3 separate regions of the Mus musculus genome follow, and all the other regions are linked to region 2. Evidence: chromatin contacts called from public Hi-C and HiChIP or PLAC-seq data. All regions are on one chromosome and are shown on one strand. The core of a region is the stretch at or near the end of the contact, and the rest is flanking DNA. Distances in the headings are between cores, read along the strand shown. Region 1 overlaps Gm31986 (a long non-coding RNA gene). Region 2 holds the start of Psen2 (presenilin 2). Region 3 holds the start of Cdc42bpa (CDC42 binding protein kinase alpha).

Region 1 (2,835 bases), core at 212-2,711, 290 kb after region 2:
ATACACCATCTGCTGGTGTTGTATGGACTCCACCCCGACAGATACCTGGCAACAGCCAGGTATGCCCCACCCCACTGTTACTTGGCAACAGCCAGGTAGGCCTGGCCTATAAAAGGGGCTGCTTGTCCCCTCCTCTCTTACTCCTGCTTCTCTCCCTTGCCTCTTGTCCCCTTGCTCCCCCTCTCTCCACATTCCCTTCCCCCCTCTCTCCACATGGCCGCCTCCCCCTGCCTTTCTCCACCTCTGCTACCCTCTTAACTCCCCTCCCCATGCCCTGAATAAACTCTATTCTATACTATACCAGTGTGGGTCTGGTCTCTCAGGGGGAAGAAATGCCTTGGTATGGGCCCACTGAGGCACCCCATCCCCCCACACCTCGCCAGAACATATCGTAATAGCCCTTTCTCTTTTTATGATCACAACACTGTCCCTGTCTGAATGAGATCGGTGTTCATGTGGTTTGTGGGGTGACTCTTAGACCATTCTCACTAGCCAATTTGCTTGAGAGAATCTCATCCTAAGTTTCTGAGGTTGGAGTTACAGGCAGCTGTCCCACCCACTCAACATTTGCATGCGGTCTGGGAGTCTGAACTCCAAGCTTCACATTCACACAGCACTTTGGTTGCTGAGCCATCTCCCCAGGACCCAACACTCCACTGCTATCTGGCTAATATCACACATACCCAGTTGGCACAAACAGTGGGCATACTGGACCTTCCTTGCTAGGTGTCTTCTGTCCTACCCCTCCTCAGAGGTGGTCCTCATCAGATTGGACTGTATTGTTATCTGCCTCATCCCTTCAACCAACTCCCTGACAATAGCTACATAAAAAGGAGAGTCTTCAGGGCGTGGCGGCAAACGCCTTTAATCCCAGAATTTAAGAGGGAGAAGCAGGTAGCTCTCTGGATTTGAGGTCTGGCTGGCCTATATAGTGAGTTCCAGATCAGCCAGGGCTATATGGTGAGACCTCCTCTGAAGTGAGAGGGGTTACTTTCACTGAATTCTAAGGGATGAAGTCCATCTTGGCAGGGAAGGTTTAGTCCCAGGTGCCGAAGCAGCTGGTTACTTTGTGTCCACAGTCAGGAAGCAGAGAAGGGCCTGCTTTCTCCCTTCATTTCAGCCTGGCTGTTAATTAACCTGATCTAGAAACTCCCTCATACGGGTGCCCAGAGATTTGTCTCCGGGGTGATTCTAGATCCTATCGATTGACAATCCATAGTAACCATCACTAGGACCCTTTGTCAGATGCCCCCTACTGTGCGCCCTTTATTCCTCCTCTTCCTCCTCAGTCTGCCTCAGCGACTTTTTTTCATAAATATCATCTTGTGATCCAGCCACTTCTTCCCTTCTCCGGATCCCTCCCTGGCCCCTCTCTAGGGGCTGAGTGTCTTTCTACCCCTGTTCCCTGTCTTGGCTGAATGATTGAGTGTTTTAATTTGTTTCCCAGGCGCAGTCTCTATGGCTCTGCTCTCTGTAATTCACACGGCAGCAGTCTGCTGGGACGTGTATAAAGTCAGTACTGAGAGGGCTCAGAGACGTGAGACACCAAAGAGCGGAGGGACAGGGAGAAGCGCAGGAGCCCCGCCCGAAAGAAAGGCTGGTGCGGGCCGGCTTGGAGCAGATCAAAGCAAGCAGAATGCTGGCTGCAGCGGGAGGTGGGGGGGGGGGGGGGGGCAGGAAGTTCTGTTACAGACAGGGCTGCAACTATCATCAGAGAAGCTGGAGAAATGAGGCTGCCTCTGACCCCTGCATTCTGGCCAATTACATAAAGCCCGGTACTTCTAAACAGCTCCCCTGATGGTTCTAGAGCTCACTCAGGACTACAAACAACAGGTTCAGCGGCAGACCTACAGGGAGAGGGAGAGAAAGGACTGTGAGGTGACCACATCTCCCTTCAAGCCCACACAAATATCCGGACACTGTGGTGGAAGCCCTGGGTAAGGGGGCTTGGTCCTAAAGAAGAGTCTTCGTGCAAAACTAGAATTCTGGGGTGGGTGTGGGCTGCTGCTTAGATGTCCCACAGAGGACCCAGAGTGAGGGACACCTCCACAGGCTGGTGTCTTTACCACTTGCTTTCCCAGTGTCACCTCCATGATCCTAGCTCTTCAAGTCCTCCCTGATCACAAAGACCCTGCAAGAATAGCAGCTCCTAGTCATTTCACAGGCAAAAGCAGAGTGCCTACTGTGTTCTCTCAGAAGAGGAGATGGAGACCTACAGGGTGCCAAGCTCTCACTGCGCACAGAGGGTGAGCCTGGAGTCGGTCTCTTTATATGGCGCATAGGAAACTAAAAGCCTGCTACTGCTGTTAATCAGCCCTGGGTCTACCAAAGAGCTCGGAGGTAATCCGCAGGAAGGTGGCCTCTGAGCTGAGGCTTCCTGGAGCTCTCGGAGTCTTTCACCGCCCTTCATCTCTCTGAGTGTCCCTTGAGCATACCTCAGCCTCTCTCTACAGGGAACTAGGCACCACTGCAAATTGCAATGAGGTTCTCAGCTGGAAGAGTATCTTATACCCCAGGCAAGCCAGAGCCTAGGGCAATGACCTGTAAACAGATTCCCTCACGGAGTGGTTGTTGAACTGGATAAAATACAATGGTGCTTTTGTGCTTTTTGTTGGGGGAAGAAACAGAAGGAACAAAAAGTCTTGCCCAGGGCCCTCCACCTGCCATTGTGGCCTGGGTTCCACAAACTCGGGAGCTCCCTGTTAGCATTTTGTCTAAGCTCCGCCCCACAGTTACCTGGCAACAGCCAGGTGTGCCTGACTCAAGGTAAAAGGGGCTGCATGTCCCCCATCTTGATCTTGCCTTCCTGCTCCCACTTTCTCCCCCTTCCCCCTG
Region 2 (3,043 bases), core at 476-2,975:
TGAGCAACCACAGAAGAGCCACTGGACAGGGTATGGCTAGACACTGCTCCAGGCTGACACAGCGGCAGCGGCAGCCTCTGGCAGCATTCCGCATCCTAGTCTGTTTTGCCTTCTCAGAGAGCAGAAATATTCATTTCCACATACGAATGGATGTACAGCCTATATTTTGGGCATAGGTATGGGGCATGTCTACATAGTAGGAGATAGTTCTCCAAACCGGACCCGGCTTCCAGCTCAGTCCGCACCTCCACTCACCCACACCTACTTTCTGTCAGCTTCCTTCCCATCCTGCACCTCTGCCATTCTTCACTCTATCCCTGCCCACCTGATTCTAGCCACTGTCCTGGGAGCCAAGGAATGAACCCAGACGGTCACCTCTAGGCTAAAGTCGGGATGCTGGCCCCTTCACCAACGGAAAACACAGGATCTGCTTCTGTTTCTCAGGCTTCCACAGAGCCACCCACACCTAAAGGAAAACTTGAAGCTTACACACCTGAAGCAACTTATACAGAGCCTTTAATTACTGCCCAAAGTCTTGGCTGAAGGCCTGAGAGGCTTAGGTGTCCACAGAGGGACTATACAGCCAGCAGGTGCACCTATTCTGAATGGTTGCGTCTCTCTGACTCCAAGAGACTATTCTGGGGACGGAGTTAAATTGGTCTGCATCTGTTCTGATTTTGAGGCTCTCTAATCCTCCATCAGTAAATGGATGCAGTCATTTCACAACCATTCATATCTTTAAAGAAAAATCCCTAAGCAGAGGTGCTAGGACATTTCATTTAACTGGCAAAGGACTTATGTCTGGATAGCAGAAACAGAGGCCCAGGCAGCAGGCTCTAAGCCTGGTTTCCCTGTATCTTACACAGGAGACCTTGGGCAACCGCACTTTTTAGTTCTGGGAGTTGTTCTTCTCACCCTCCTTTTCCTCTCCTGGCCGGCCGCATGCATGCTTGGCTAACAACACTCTACCACACAGCTACATCCTCAGCCCTAGGCGCAGTTTCTTCATCAGTATAATTCAGTGGCAACTAGCTCTTGCTTTGCCGAGTTCCTTCGGTTCAGAGGCTTGATTCTGGGCGTCTCCCTACTGCCTTAAGGGATTTACAAAACACTGAACACAGCTGGTAACAGAACGCCTGCCTCAGGCCCTGTTGGGCGCCTCGCTCCTCATACAGGAAGAAGTTCTTACTCCCATCTGTAGCAGAGCCCAGGTAGACCAGGTCAGAGCCTGGGTAGCAGGGACCAAAATGCCTGGTGAACACAGCGGTGAGACCCACGTGCACTGGCCCTTTAACACCTCACTCCGCGCCTGGGGTTCTGGAGGCAGGAAGGGACGCGAGGGCACCCGGACGCGGCCAGAGGCCCAGAGCTGCACCCTACGCTCCTTCCAAGCCCCAGTTCTGGGCCGGCCGCACTGCTGCCTCCCCAGCACTTTCTCCTCGCCCCTGAGCCGGCCGCAGAGGCCGAGATCGCCGCAGGGGCCGCAGCTTGGAGCCCAGACCCTGATGCCCCGGGAGGGCAACGGAAGCAGCGGTCAGGGGCGTGCGCACGAAGGGCCTCGCTGCATCCGGGCTCTCCATGCTGCCGGCTACCCGCGATCGGTGACAGGTACCCGGCCGCACACACCCAGCCCCCGCCCTCCGCTCACCTGCTCCGCCGCGGCGCGGGGTAGAGTTTACGCCGCGGGCGGAGCGCCTCTCCTGGGCTAGCGCCGGCCCCGCCCACTGCCCCGGTTCGCCAGCGCCTCAGACACGCCCCCGGTGGGGGACACGCCCACTTCCTGGCTCCGCCCCTGTCCCGTCCCTTGGGCGGTGCCAGGTTCCCCTGTGCACTTGCGCCTTCATCGTCGGTTTACAGGAAAACACTGGGTGCAGAAGGTGCAGGCCTTCGCTGTGTCTTGCCCTGGAGACCGCAGCATCATACTGACATTGAAATCTGAAGTTGGCTAGTGCCTTTTCTTAGGGGCCTGGCAGCGCCACTGGGACAAGGGGTGGGTATTTGCTTTGTGATTTCAGGAGCCTCTGCTGCCCCTCCCTCCTCCGGTTTCATGCACTTTAAAATGGAGTCTAAAGTAAGCTAACATCGGGAGCCTTCTCCTGATTGATTTTTTCCAGAGTGCTTCCGCGACATACATGGGGAGCTCTGGGTAAATATGAACTGGGATAAAATTGCAACGAGATCTAGGAATCAGCCTCGGGGTGAGGGCAGGGAGGGGTTGTGATCGCAGGATCGGTCTGTGGAGTGAGTTGAAATTGTCAACAATTTGCCACAGTTGTCATTATCTCATGTAGCTTTATTTCTCCTTTAATTACTGTGAAATTCGTATAACATAAAATTGTCATTGTAGGGCTGGGGATGTAGTTCAACTAAGTGCCTGCCTAGCATGCAGGAAACCCTGAGTTTAATACTCAATTCTGGTGTATGCATGGCTGAGTAATCCTGTCACTAGAAGTCCAAGGTCATTCCTAGTTACATAGCAAGTTCGAGGCCAGCCTGGGACACATTAGACCTTGTCTTTAAAAGAAAAAAATACGGCTGGGCAGTGTGTACACCTTTAATCCCAGCACCGGAAAGGCAGAGACAGGCACATCTCTGAGTTCAAGGCCAGCCTGGTTTACAGAGTGAGTTCCAGGACAGCCAGGCTATATAGAGACCATGTCTTCACCACCACCATCACTGCAAAAAAGTAATCATTTTAATTTAAGGTATTTAGTGACTTCAATGTGTGCCAATCTGGCTTGTGTGATTGTAAAACAGCCCATTGCTTAAAAAATAAAAGGCAGTTGTATAATTGAAAGGTTTCCTGTCCCTCTCCCTGACCCTGTTAGACACCAACCTACTTCTGAGTCTGTGGACTTAGCTCAACATCTTGAATTTTTTCCTTAACACAATTGAGAAAGTGGGTTCTACCTGGCAGATAGCATAGACGCATGAACGGAGGTCCGAAATCTCCCTCTTCTGCTTGTCTGTTGCAGTTCCTTACCCTTGCTGGGCCTCGGTTTCCTCATCTGTGAAAGGATAGTGTGAGGGCCTTCAGAGGAAC
Region 3 (3,079 bases), core at 516-3,015, 300 kb before region 2:
TTTAGCTGTATCAAAAGTAGAACCTTCCATGAGCATTATGGAGGGAACTCTCTCAAAATCTAAGACCACAAAACCCTGAAAGGGCCCCACCAGCAGCAGGTGCCTTGGCTCTTCAGTGACTTGCTTTTTGCTGCATTGCTACCGGGCCGCAGAGTGGCTGTCCCCATACCTGAAAAGTGTGCTGACAGAGAGTTGTAGGTTTGGTGACAGTGACGAACTATGTTGATTGCGGGAGCTGAATCCCCAGGGGAGCTTGTCACCTTGGGTGAAGAATAACAGGCATGATCTAGGATATTTCTGGAGGAAAACATGCCAGGCTTCACATTGGGGGAAACTTTGGGAAACAGAAACGGGAATCCCTCTCCTTTGAGATCCCGCATGCACGACAGGGATGGTGAAGCAGACCAGTCTCTTATTATTTTTCCATCCTGGGGGAGTGACACAAACGCTGTGGATTAGGAACACCGGAAATTAGGAGTCTGGGGCGTGGGAAAGCCGAATGGGGGCAGGGTGGGCAGGTAAACAGCGTCTGGAGCGGCTGTCTTGTCTTAGAGCGGTTGGAAGCCGAGGGTACCCTTGCGGGACCGACGGCATCTCCGCAGAAGTGGAGGAAGAAGGCCGGCTGGGGGGTGGTCACCGCGGGGACCCCGGGCGGCGGCGAGGCACCGTGGCGCAGTTCCCAGCCCGTGCCTCACCGAGCCAACCCGTTCCACACCCGAGTCGCCCCGGGGGACCCCGCTTCCCTGGCTGCGGCAGCCGCAGCGCCGCGGGCCGAGGCGATCCCCCTCCCCCGGGGCTCGGGCTCGGCTGGGCCGCAGCGCGCCGCTTCCAGCGGGGTCGGGGGGCGGGGCGCGCCGCCATTTTGGATCCGGACGGTCCGCGAGCCTCCGCCTGCGCGCCGCGGCGCCGGGAGCGGCCTCGGGGAGCCTAGGGCGCGGGCGCGGGCGGCGCGGGCGCGAGCGGCGCGGGCGGGAGGGCGGGCGGGGGAGGCGGGCAGAGGAGGAAGGGAGTGGTTGGGAGCCGGGCTGCGGCAGCCTCAGGTCTCCTCAGCGGCGGCAGCGCCCCCTCCTCCCGCGCCTCAGCCGCCTGCGTCCGTCGGGAAAGATGCCCTCAGCCCAAGGCTGGGAAGAAGGGACTCGAGTCGCCGCCCGAACCGCGGCTGCCGCCCGCGTCCTCTGAATTCGTCAGCGCAGCCCCTCGCCGAGGGGCGGCGGCGGCGGCGGCCGCAGGGCGCGAGCGGGAGCCCGGGCGCTGCGCCCGGCGGCACGGCGCGGCCCGCCAGCGGCCTCCGGCATGGAGCGGGCTCGCGCGGCCAAGTAGCCGCCGCCCCCGGAGCCCGGCGCGAGAGCCGCCCGCAGCCCGCCTCATCCCGGCTGCGCCGCCGGCCAGGCCCCGGGAGAAGCCGGGAGGAAGATGACGCGTCCTCGCCGCAGTCCGCTGGAAGCAAGACTCGCTGCAAAGCCCTAGGAAGAAAGAGCTCGGAGCGGAGGCTCGGCGTGCTCCGAGCCGAGCCGGGAGAACTGCTCCGGCAGCTGCCCTCCCTTTGCCGCGGAGGACTCGCCCAGGCGCTATCCGAGTGGAGGTTGGGAGCATTTGCAGAATTTTTGGCTTTCCCTCCCCCTCCATACGTTGCCCCCTCCTCCTTTTTCAATTTTTCTTCTTCCCGGGAAGTGAATTGCTGATGCCAAGGGGACTTTATTCATTAATGATGCAACTGGATTCGTTTCAGGATTATGTTGCACGAATTGAATTTTGAATGAAGGAGTTTTTTTTTTTTTTTTTAAGGAGTGTTGACTCTTTAGTTCGTTGTACTTTTAATTATTATTTTATTTAAATGTACAATTTAATTGTATTATTCTCTTAAAATATTAAATCTATATTTTATGGAAACTCACCCTCAAGATATATATGTTTATGGGTGAAATTGGAGACGCTTCCGTTAAGTGAGGTGACTGGTGTATTGGATGTTTAATTCAGCACCGGCATTGCATGACAGTTGTTGAAATAACAAGTGGTTTATTTTTAAAAACCACATCTTTAAACTTTTAGGTTCAGATAGTAACAGTAGACATCGTAAGGGCATTTAAAAGAAAACCAGCAGAAATCGAAGCAAACATGTCCGGAGAAGTGCGTTTGAGGCAGTTGGAGCAGTTTATTTTAGATGGGCCAGCTCAGACCAATGGGCAGTGCTTCAGTGTGGAGACGCTACTGGACATCCTCATCTGTCTTTACGATGAATGCAATAATTCTCCATTGAGAAGAGAGAAGAACATTCTTGAATATCTAGAATGGGGTAAGTTTTCTTCTAATGCGTTGCTGGGCGTGAGCATTATTAACTATAGTGAAAATGATGTGTATAGCCTTAACAACAGAACAAACGCCTATTAGTCAAGACTTCTCTCTCCTAGTTTTTCTTAACTGTTTGCCAGGGCAAAGCGGTGCCACTTAGTTGTTGCCTGGTTGTTTGGCCTTGCTGTTTGTGAACTCACTGCGTCTGGGGGGGGGGGGGGGCGGGCAGCAGCAGGAGCTTCAGAAGGAAGGCTGGGATTGGCAGAATTGGATTATTGAGCACAGTTGTCACAACCGTTCAGTGGGAGGGTATTTGTTGGTTGGAACATTCCTTCCCAGTCTTTGAAAATCACAGGAGATTTGAGGAGATGCTGAAGTCCCTGTGTTAATTTTAGGACAACAGGAATGTGGAGGTGGTGATCAGGGGGTTTAGTCTCATCTCTGGATAGCACTGGCAAAGGAAAGTACTAAACATGGACTTTCCAAAAATCACTAGGTTCCTGAGAAATAATAGAAATTATGTGTATGTGTGTGTGTAAAAAGATGTAGTTGGAGGATGTTTGGAGGCAGCTCCACCTGCCTTAGATTTTATTCTAAATTGAATTTGTGTCTATACTGGCTAGATGTGACCCAGGTGACCTATAGTAGTGGACTAGATCAGTGATGCGGGCAAACTCTGCATGTGACCTTCAAGGCTTGTCTGAACTCCAGGAGCCTCTGATGTCACTCACTCGTGTGAGGGAAGTCTGACATCCAGCAGTGGCCATCACTGCCCAGGCTGGTAGAGAGT

What was found. Hi-C and Micro-C count contacts between places; a contact is called where the count stands out from the background. HiChIP or PLAC-seq counts read pairs in DNA pulled down with a chosen protein or histone mark.
Region 1: a contact with region 2 is called in a Hi-C map of differentiating embryonic stem cells, with 2.8 times the contacts expected there. The contact joins the enhancer-like site here to the promoter of Psen2 in region 2. A contact is called at or near these places in 20 of 39 promoter capture datasets (the 3T3-L1 cell line, the C10 cell line, the HPC-7 cell line and 10 more), 6 of 15 datasets of contacts at CTCF or cohesin (the NIH/3T3 cell line, embryonic stem cells, large pre-B cells and 2 more), 84 of 484 Hi-C or Micro-C datasets (the 3T3-L1 cell line, the AML12 cell line, B cells and 50 more), 13 of 115 datasets of contacts at active chromatin or transcription factors (astrocytes, bone marrow-derived macrophages, craniofacial prominence and 8 more) and 3 of 9 other capture datasets (adipose tissue, embryonic stem cells and liver).
Region 3: a contact with region 2 is called in an H3K27ac HiChIP or PLAC-seq map of stem cell-derived neural progenitor cells, with 4 times the contacts expected there. The contact joins the promoter of Cdc42bpa here to the promoter of Psen2 in region 2. A contact is called at or near these places in 4 of 39 promoter capture datasets (3T3-L1-derived adipocytes, erythroid cells, hippocampal neurons and 1 more), 1 of 484 Hi-C or Micro-C datasets (muscle stem cells), 2 of 115 datasets of contacts at active chromatin or transcription factors (pancreatic cancer cells and stem cell-derived neural progenitor cells) and 4 of 9 other capture datasets (adipose tissue, embryonic stem cells, liver and 1 more).

What each region holds. Positions count from the first base shown.
Region 1 is chr1:180,546,445-180,549,279 of GRCm38.p6, forward strand. All of the region lies in intron 3 of Gm31986 (a long non-coding RNA gene), which reads right to left. Among named protein-coding and RNA genes, the nearest start is that of Parp1, 21 kb to the right of the region's middle. Within about 2 kb of position 1,462, at least 102 of the 459 cell types and tissues checked have an H3K27ac peak or open chromatin away from gene starts, as enhancers often do. A contact at or near this core is called in B cells, CD8 T cells, the CH12 cell line and 10 more, where this site is marked.
Region 2 is chr1:180,254,575-180,257,617 of GRCm38.p6, forward strand. It overlaps Psen2 (presenilin 2), which reads right to left and starts at 1,726. Exons shown (of 11, transcript NM_001128605.1): 1 at 1,649-1,726. Gm31728 (predicted gene, 31728) reads left to right here and starts at 1,831. Exons shown (of 3, transcript NR_168339.1): 1 at 1,831-1,990; 2 at 2,976-3,043.
Region 3 is chr1:179,958,995-179,962,073 of GRCm38.p6, forward strand. Cdc42bpa (CDC42 binding protein kinase alpha) reads left to right here and starts at 1,766. Exons shown (of 37, transcript NM_001359541.1): 1 at 1,766-2,293. The coding sequence starts at 2,116.